Linked DNA regions of Canis lupus: region 1 is linked to region 2. Evidence: chromatin contacts called from public Hi-C data. All regions are on one chromosome and are shown on one strand. The core of a region is the stretch at or near the end of the contact, and the rest is flanking DNA. Distances in the headings are between cores, read along the strand shown.

What was found. A called contact is a pair of places that touch in the nucleus more often than the background predicts.
Region 1: a contact with region 2 is called in a Hi-C map of blood, with 2.9 times the contacts expected there. The contact joins two enhancer-like sites. A contact is called at or near these places in 2 of 9 Hi-C or Micro-C datasets (both in blood).

Annotation. Positions count from the first base shown.
Region 1 is chr15:33,103,910-33,109,136 of UU_Cfam_GSD_1.0, forward strand. No RefSeq gene overlaps it. Among named protein-coding and RNA genes, the nearest start is that of TRNAK-CUU, 68 kb to the left of the region's middle. Within about 2 kb of position 1,557, at least 3 of the 20 cell types and tissues checked have an H3K27ac peak or open chromatin away from gene starts, as enhancers often do. A contact at or near this core is called in blood, where this site is marked.
Region 2 is chr15:33,030,441-33,035,610 of UU_Cfam_GSD_1.0, forward strand. LOC111090031 (a long non-coding RNA gene) reads right to left here. Exons shown (of 4, transcript XR_005370478.1): 4 at 5,164-5,170. Among named protein-coding and RNA genes, the nearest start is that of TRNAK-CUU, 5.7 kb to the right of the region's middle. Within about 2 kb of position 2,256, at least 5 of the 20 cell types and tissues checked have an H3K27ac peak or open chromatin away from gene starts, as enhancers often do. A contact at or near this core is called in blood, where this site is marked.

The DNA.
Region 1 (5,227 bases), core at 307-2,806, 73 kb after region 2:
TCATCTGAAAATCAGGGACAGTAATACTACCTCCATGGGCAGAGACTCTGGCAGACTTACATGAGGTAATGTATGTGGAAGTTTCATAGACTTGCAAAAGCCTGTGATGATGCACATTCTTCTTTTCGTTGCCTGCTTGAATCAACTCTTTCAATTCTGTCTCTCTCAAGTGGCCTCAGGCTGGGTCACCAGAAGGCAAATGTACAGTTACAAGGTTTAAAAAAAAAAAAAAAATCAGCAAAACAACTGGTTGTTACATGATCCCTGACAACAGTTGGATGGACTCTCTCCCCCCCCCCCCCGCCCCCCCCCCACCCCAATTAAATGAAGTGTTTTGGCAGCCTATGAGTAGAGCCCAAAGTATAGCCAGAAAAGGGAATGATTTCCCTTAGGGAGAGTGTAATTTTAACAGAAGTTCAACTTACACATTTTAAGATCTATACTTTGAATGTCTCTCTTAAGTGCAAAATGAATATAATTAGTTATGAGCTATCTTGCCCTTGGCTACAGTATGTGTTCAGCTACAGTGTAACGTCACTCACAACCTATTCATGCTCTGCAGTGTATTTTGGAACTTCCTGCTGGGCTCCTCTTAAAGAAAATACTGTATATAAAGTTTCAGAAGCTAACAGTTGTTCCTTCAGAAGGGTTAGGAGTGGGGAGCAAAACATCTGTGCCCTTCAAGCCGTCTAGCCAGACATATAAATTCCTTATGGACAGGATCTATATCTTTGCACGCATGGGTCCCTAACACATAAACGAAACCGAGCAGAGTGAAGGAAATATGTGTAGAATACATAGTAGAAGAGATGGATCCCGAATGAAATATTCCAATGAGGTGGTATACAGAAAATGACCATTGTGAGGGGTGCCTGGGGCAGGGTGGGGGGGCTCAGTCGGTGAAGCATCTACCTTCGGCTCAGGTCATGATCTCATCGTTCTGGGATGGAGTCTCTCGTGGGCTCCCTGCCCAGGGGGGAGTCTGCTTCTCCCTTTCCCTCTCCTGCACCCCCCTACCACTCATCCTCTCTCACACTCACTTTCTCTCTCTCAAATAAATAAAATCTTTAAAAAAAAAATCACTCTCACTTTCTCTCTCTCAAATAAATAAATAAATAGAATCTTTTTTAAAAAAAAGAAAATGACCATTTTGAAGTGTTTGAGAGCTCTAGGTTACCTAAAATCTCCATTTCCCCCCATTTATCATCTAGATACTATCACAGGGGCACAGCTATGATTACTGAACGCCCTTGGTACAGTCGTAAGTGGACAGGCCCTTCCTGGTATCTCCTGACTTTGTAAGCATCATCCCAACACGTAGGGCATAAAGGTCAGAAGGGTCACTAGAGAAAGAGTGAGCAAGTGTCCCCGAGCCTGCGTCAACAGGGAGCTGTTTCTTAATAATTCACGTTATCGAGTATGTTTATACATTGGAAACCAAAAAAAAAAAAAGAGGGAGAGAGTTGAACTTCCTCTTAAGTGGTTTTCCTGAGTTCTGCAACCTAAAGAGCTAACATTAAAAAAAAGTGAAGGGCACAGCGTATGCAATGCTTTCTGTTTGTGAAGCCTAACACAGGAAGTGATGCTATGTCTGTCTCAAGAATATGGCTAGACTTTTAGTGCCCAGAGGTAAGATCTGTAGCTTGATAATTATTTAGATAGAGCCCTATAATGCAATTAGTCTGGAAGCTACCTGAAGGTAGAGATGGGCTTACCTCGTCCCTGCCCAGCACTTTTTTTACATTCCCCCAAAGCACATCTTGGACACAATGAGTACTCAATAAATGCTGAACCCGTTTTAAAAGATTTAGGAAAAAAAAATGGCATTTTTTTACACTTGTAACTTCTTGCCCAATTAAAAAATAAGTTAAAAACTGAGAGTTTGACTTAAATATACTTCTTCACTGAGTAAAAACCATATGCCGAGTACTATACCCCTGGAGGGAGTGTGAAAGGTATGATGAGCAAGGTACAGCTCTTGTCCCCAAGAAACCAAAGGTATGTGGCCAACAGGAAGAAAGCAACAAAACAAAACAAAACAGAAAAACATGCCAATTGACAACATCTATACAAATACATTGTATTTATTGCAGCTGCTGGGCTGGACATTATATAACCATGTCTTGTTATAATTGTGAAGACCCTATTTGATAATCTAGGTCTAAAATGACCTTATTTGGTATCACATACATGTCATAGCAATTGATTTCTAATAACTGACTTCTCAAATTATCTATACTTCAAAGTCCCAGAAAAACCACCTGATTTCAGTTGTTTCAATTCAAGAGGTTGGTAGGAGACTGAATTGTTTGTCTTCAGTTTATGGTGGTGACTTGTGAGTGTTGCCCATAAAAGTCCAACTATATATTTTTAATAGTCCAAAATGATTAGAGACGTGTGTGTGTATATGTACATATACGCGCACATGAATATATACATATATGTAATTTATATCCACACGCACACATATATCTGAAGCTTACACCATCTTTGTTCTCTCATTGTAAAACTGAGCACAGATCTATTGGTGAAGCTTTTCACCCAGACTACAATAGCCAGCTGTCTTTAGAAGAGTGTTACTGAGTCTTTGCCATGCAGACAAGAAAAGGAATATTTGAAAGTGTAATGACCCTGCAAGTGCTCAGATATTCATTGCACATCATGATGATTACATCTGAGAATCTGTTCCTGCTTTCTTCTACTTTTTCTTAAGAAACAGTCTTATCTTTAGGAATGTGTGGAAGCAAAATGACTAGCTTATAACAGATGGCATTAAAAACGGTGAGTACAATACGGAAATGCAACAGTAGAATTGCAAACTGAGAAGGGGAATCAGACAGGGGCAGATTTGGGAATAAATTATGCATTGGATGAAGTGCTAATGGTTTTGTGAAGGAGAGGAGAGGTAGATTTAAATGGTCAAATAACAACAACAACAACAACAACAATAAAATAATAAAATAAAATAAAATAAAATAATAATTAAAATAACTGTTTGGTAGAGGCTGTCTAGCATAGTGTTGAACAGCACAGACCCCACTCCACCCCCAGAACTCCACATCTCCCATTTAACAGGTTGTGTGATTTTGGATTGGAAAGTAAACTGAAAAATCTCTTGTCCCCTTGCACTTTGCAAAGAGAAAGGTGTACACATACTTAGTGGCAATAATGGCTCACAGCGGCATGCAACATTTCTCAAGCACTTTCTACATGTCAGTCACTAAGTCACTAAAGTAAGCATATTACATAGATAGGTTCATTAATTCTCATATTAATCCAATGAGGCAAGTGCTATTAGTAGTATTCTGCTGTAACGTCCGAGACTAGACTAGATTAGGTGACTTGTCCCAAGGGATCAAAGCTGGCGGAATGATTCCAAAGCCTGTGGTTTAAGAACTAGGCTATCACGTTGCTGTATAAAGTGCTTATCCTAGCTTGGCACAGAAGAAGGCTTTGATATATAATAAAGAGTCCACCAAACAAGGTCCATTAAAATTCATGGAGAAGAAAAACCAAATCACCTGCCAGCAGGAAACAGGCTTGGCCCTTTCTCCCAAATATATCGTGTGGTGTGATGTATGGAGATGAGAGATGATCTGGTGGAGTCCAGTGGGTAATCACATGATGAGCTTTACTCCCATTCAAATGAGCCTACATGGCCTGCCACCATCTCAGGCTCGGTTAGCGGATGCATCCTGTCCAGAGCATACTCATGTCCACCTCCTTCCATTGCATTTGTTCCCTTTCCTTCCATAGAGCATATTGCATATTTCAAAGGTAGAGATTTGAGCCTAACGAAGTTAGTGCAGGCTCGGGTGTGAACAGCCTCCAGCAGACTCAGAGTTGCTCTGATCTTGTCAGCAGGCTGTGAAGGCTGAGTACCTAGTGCGGCTTGAACTTGAATCCAAGTCAAGGAGCAGATCCTGATAGAGTATCTGATACCCTGAAAATCTCCAACGGGAGCCGGAAGAGAGGAGGGGTGGGTTGGGGGTGCTGGAGGCTTTATTCAGCCCCCTCTGCTGAGATGACGGAAAGTTGTGGCTTAAGGTTCTGCCCATCTCTGTCTCCTGGAAACATTGATATTACACCGATCAAAGCGTGGGCCACTCCTGTCTCCTTGTCCTCCTTCTCATTCCTCTGGCACAGGCACATGTGTGTGCATTCCACACGGTAGCCCCGATAGCCAGGGAACCTGTCACCCCAAATAACTGTCACATTCTCACTTGCTCAGTCAGAAGAATTTCAGCTTCTCTCTTCTCTGCCACTGGGGAGGAGGTTGAGGTCACGGGATTGAAAGGATCCCATCTCGTCTCCCAACAAGAGGGGTCTGTGCAGCTGCTGGGCCCACAGCAGACAGAAGGGACCGCGGCAGCTGGCGCCCCTTGGAAAGGCTCTTTTCATCCCCTTCCTGGATCTGGCATTGATTTCTTAGAGGGCAGATGCACCGATTCCAGGGTCCCTCCCTGATTCAGCTGGGAAACAAAAATAAAAACAAAAAACAAAACCCAAACTACCAAAAGTCTAAAGCACGCCTTTCCTGTTCTGAAGTTCCTTCACTTTCTCTCAGATCCTCTTTTCTGACCCGTGGGCCACCAGCTCCCCGCCCTTCTGTTCAGAGCTGCATGGGGCTGGGTTTTGCTGAGCGCTGAAGAATCACTGATCTTGATTATCACCAGCCTTAGTGGAGAGGAATGGTTCTGCTGGGAAAGCCAAGCCCAGGAAGCAAGAATGGTAGGCAGTAAAATGGGATCTGGACTAATTGCCCAGTAAAGACCACCAGCACCAAAAATTGGACCGATTCCATTCATTCTCCAGGCCATAGCTCCCTGCAGCCTGACTCCTGCTCCCTCTATTGCTCCAGTTCATTCTTCCGTTACTTTTCCTTTCAAACTTTATGCTTCAGCAACAATGCTGCTTTCACCTCTAATATACAGAGCTGTTCATGCTTCTGAGCCTTTGTGAAATCTTCTCTCCGCCTGAAATGCCCTCTCACCATGTCTTCCTGGAAATATCTTATTTGACTTTTAAAACCTGACACAGAAAAAAAAAAAAAAAAAAAAAAAAAACCTGACACAGACATCACTTCATCTCCCCCTCGTGACTCTGATTTTAATTGCTGGGTTGTGGCCTGAGCTTTGGGAGTCTTAAGCACTCCCCAGGTGAAACTCACGTGCACCCAAGTTTGAGAAATGACTGCTCTAGGCTAGAGGTTTTCAAACAAGCAAGC
Region 2 (5,170 bases), core at 1,006-3,505:
ATTCTGAAAGCCTGGGTTCTGTGCCTGGCTTTGTCTCTCGAAGCAAATTACTTGAGATTTCTGAACCTCCATTTCCTGATCTGGAAATGGAAGGCATAACGGCCTCACAGGGCTGTAGGGGTAAAATGAGATAAAGGACATAAAAGTCTCTGGCAAATAATACACATTCCAGCCAGGGCCCAGGAATGGCCCATGCACTTGTCTTTTATGGCATGCTGTGTGTTTTATAAAATCTTTTATAGTTTGGTTTCTGTATTAAGCTAATAGCTTACGTATGACATGCAAGGAGAGCCATAATAGAGACGGAACTTCTGCCTTCTCAGTGACGAGACGAGCCTGCCCATGTCTTCAGACCAAAAAGAAAGCTCAGACATCATTAGTCTAGATCCAACTACCAAATAATTTTTAATTATTCACTAATCCATTCACGTGGATTAGTGAATCCAAAAACATGATTTGCTGTCTCCCATGGGCCACATGCATGCTAGGGCAGACTGGACAGGCCTGTCTTCTGTGCCCTTATTCTGTTTAGGGAGATAGATAATATGTAACAAACTATAATAAAGTGTCATAAATGCTATAGCAGAGATCGGGAAAAAGTATGAAGGGGAGAAATCTGCATCATCCTGAAAAGTGTCACATAGAGGCTGATATTTAATAAATGCTTTTGGTAAATATTAAAAAATATAGATTTAGCGATTATGGAATCATCTTGCTATTCCTGTATGCATGTGTACATTCACATGTATTTTTCCACTTTTATAATTGAATTTTTATATCAGATAACTCAGATAGTCTTTCTTGATGCTTGGTGTCCACTGTCTTAACTCCTGCAAGATCATTGATGCTAGGTTTTATATCAGACACAAAGGACAGTGAAAAAGCTAATGCAATCCTTTCTATTTTGATGTGATGAATTTTGCTATTCTGTCAAATAATGCAACTCAGTGCTGACTGCAATAGTTAATTCATACAGCTTAGATGACTGCTTTTGAATGTAAAGGACAACTAAAACGCAAAATCAACCATGGTATATGATCTATATATGATCTCTATTTCTATAATTTTATTGCTTGACATTCAGAATAAACCACAACCATTAATTCCCCAGATCCCTAGATTATAATTACCTGGAATATTTTTCTCTGAAAGATGTGAGAATTTCTAAGCTTATCTGCTTTTATACAAATTTACTTGCTAAGGAGATTTCATGAAAAGCAATTTAATTCTGGGCCTCTTAAGGATGAATAAAATGAAAGAAAGACATTCAATTTTGTTTTGTTCCCTCCACCCACTTTACTCATCTGGTTTTACTTTTCTATCCATGGAGATTCTAAAGGCAATGTTCTGTAGAATTGATTTTATTGTCCCATTGCACGGTTTGCATCTAGGTTTTCCCTAAACCCAGGTGTGAGATCCTGTGTGTGTAAAGGGGCAGAGGGTAAAGGAGAGGTCAGGGGTGATTGAGCATCAGAATCACCAGGAAACGTTTCCAAAATGTGCATCCCTATTTATCTACCTCCTCACCTCAAGCAGTCGTGAACTCAGTGGTCAAATGAGCTAAAGTGGCCAGTATGTTCTTATAGAGAATATAGGGCTTAACCAATTCAGGGATAAACATTACACATCTTGTGAGGGATGGTGTTTACAGGAGGCAGAAGGGAAGTTCAAGAATGTGAAAGAACAGCTATGGATTTGTTACTATAGATTTTTATCATCAAAGAAAGATTTCAGTTACTATTCACATAAGAACCATTAACAGTCAGGAGACTTCTGACCCAACTCATCTTACTTAGCAGCTAATTAAAGTTCCCTTATGAATGAGAAACAAGTAACTTCACACAAATATGTTGATAATTTATTCCAGAGGGCTATTTGTGAATAGTGTTATAAAACCACTGCTGGAGCCAAATCAACTGATCAAGAAACCAAATAAACTTGATTAATCCTTGTACACGATGATTCATGTAAGACGTAAAACTATGATAAAATTCAGTAAATGTACTAATTCAGACTCACTGATAGGTAGAGTCAGCCTGGGTTTCTCCAGAAGCAAGGGCTGAGTCAATCTAGTGTGTGCATAGTTACTTCAGAAATGGATCCCAAGAATAGGAGTGATGGACAAGGGAAGTGAAACAAGAAAGGAACCAGATACTAGTATGGATTGTCCAGTGGATCATTGCTGTGGTTAATGGGAGCTCATTTCTATACACTTTTCTGAAGAGGGCCAGCAAATGCCTTTGGGAAACGTCTGCTGGGTGACGTGAAGGGGAAGTGGTTCGTTGGCTCCTACCCACATTAGTCAAGGGTGAACTCCAGGGCATTAGCTCCCTGGTATTTCTGGATTGTGCAAGCATGAGTCACATGGCTTCCTATGAATATCCTAAGCTCAGTATCAGAGATTTGAGGTGAGGTACGGCTATCTTGCACCTACTACAGGTGGTCAAAGCTTCATGGAACATTGCAGGATATAGCATCTTTTAAAACCCACACCTAGTTTTGTTTTGTTTTTTAAAGGTTTATCTATTTATTCATGAGAGACACAGAGAGAGAGGCAGAGGGAGAAGCAGGCTCCCTCCAGGGAGCCCGATGTGGGACTCGATCCCAGGACCCCGGGATCACGACCCGAGCCAAAGGCAGATGCTCAATCACTGAGCCACTCAGGTGCCTCAAACCTAGTTTTTTTAAACATGTGTATATTCAATATCCAGACCAACACTGGGATGGTCTATGGTGGGAATGCTTAATAAATAGACGCATGAGAAATTGATTTGGAGTACAAATTACACATCCTAAATCTGACACTTTCTGGCAGTGCAAACTTAGATCAGCTACCTTCAATTTTGCTGAGCCTCAGTTTCCTAATCTTTAAAAAGAAGGGCTAACTGGTATTCTCCTCATGGGATTCCTAAATGTTATGAGATGGAGAATGTAGTGTAGTATGGTTAGAATTTTAGGAAATGGGCATTCACGGTAATAATTATTAGCATTCAATCAAAGGCAGTACACGAGGCACAAGGCAACTTGAATGGGCCATACGATTGTTAGTGGCTGCATATTTCAATTGGCCACACCTGGAGAGCGAGAACAAAGCAGACAACAGCCGGTGGGAACTAGTAAAAAGGCTTTTCTGGACCTTGGGGGACTACAGATTGTGCACTACAACCCAAACCAAGTTAGGAGTCAGAGGTCAAGTGTGGTGACCTCTGAACCAAAGCTAGGAAAGAGAATGCTCAGAAGCTGAAGGTCAAGTCATGTCAAGGGTCAAAGGCAGGCAAATGGTAATTCAAGCACATGTGTTGCTCCATTGGTGGTCTTTCGTATCAGAAAGCTTGCCATTGCATTTCCTGCTACATTAAAAACGAGTAGCTGATTTCCTAGGCGTGGTCAGCCACAAGTCTGAGCGATAAAAGATACACAGCCTTGCAGATGATCAGAACATGCAGCGGGTAACAGGAAAAGTTCTAAACAAAAGTCTTTATCTTGTACTTACCGCAAAAAATTATACACTATTTCCAAAAATGCCTAGTATGTAAGGAGTTCTTGTTTATAGTTACAGGGTGTGACTCATTTTTGTTTTTCTTTGAACTTCCTGCATCCTTCTGCCTGGGCCCAAGGACTTTAAATTGGTCTTGTGACCAAAATTCACTTAAAATAAACTACTTAACTTCATGCTTATAAATGCCCTGTGCTTTAACAATTTTTACATGTTCCACACTTCATCCAATTCCAAACATACATACATCCATCCTTCCATCCATTTGTCTTAGTCCATTTGGACTGCTATAATAGAATATGCAATAGAATACCACAGACTGGGAGGCTTGAACAACAGACATTTATTTCTCACATTCCTGGGGGCTGAGAATTCCAAGATCAAAGTACCAACACAGTCCAGATCTGGTGAAGGCTGTTCCCTGGCTCAAAGATGACCATTCTCTTGACGTGTACTCACAAGGTAGAATCACTGAGGGAGCTCTGTGATGTCTTTTATATGGGCACAAATCCCATTCATGAGGACTTCATTCTCATGACCTGAGCATCTCCCAAAGGCTTACTTGCATATACCATCGCAGTGGGGATTAGGTTTCAGTGTATGAATTTTTGGAGGAAACATAGGCATTTAGTCTACAGCACCATCCATTCACTCATACATTAATTTATTCATTCAGCTATTCAATAATCTAATTATTTAATTATTTACCAGGAAATAATATGTGTTTTCTACATTACTACTGCAAAAGGTTATGAGAGTAAAATAAGATAATTCACAGAAAACTATGTGGCAAAATAGCATAGAGCCCAGGGATGGCCCAAGATTTTGTCTTTTATAATATTGTGTGTTTTATAATTCTCCATACTTTGGTCTCTATATTAAGCTAATAGTACTGATTTTTGAAAATTCTTTATATGTTCTAGATATTAGTCCTTTGAAGACGTGGGTTACAACATTTTCTGCCAATGGGTAGCTTGTCTTTTCACACTCAGCAGGATTTTTCACAAAGCAAGAGGTACTATTTTGATTAAGTCTAAATTTAACTTACCAATTTTTTTTATGAATCTTGCTTTTGATTTCAAATCTAAGAACTCTTTGCCTAGCTCTACATTCTAAAGGTCCTCCTATACATTTTTCTAAAACTTTTTAAGTTTTATATTTTATATTTAAGTCTATAATTCATCTTGAGTTAATTTTTGTATAAGTTATATGTTTTTGGTCGAGTTTCAATTTTTGCCTATGGATATCCAACTGCTGCAGTACCATTTGTTGAAAATGCTATCTTTCCTTCATTAAGTTGCTATTGCACTTTACTCAAAAATCAGTTGGGCATATTTGTGTAGGTCAGTTTCTGGCTTTTCTATTCTGTTTCATTGATGTATGTGTCTATCCTTCTGCCAATACCATATATTTGTGATTATTAACACTTTATGATGTCTTGAAATGAGAAAGAAGATTCCTCCCACTTTATTCTTTTTCAAAATTGGTTTGTCTATCTTAGTTTCTATGCCTTTCCATATAAATTTGAGAAATAGTTTTGTTTTTATCTACAAAACCCTTGCTGGGATTTTGATAGGAATTGAGTTAAACCCGTATATTGATTTGGAGAGAAATGGTATCTTTACTATGTCAAATCTTTCAATGCATGAATGTAGTATGTCTCACCATTTTTTT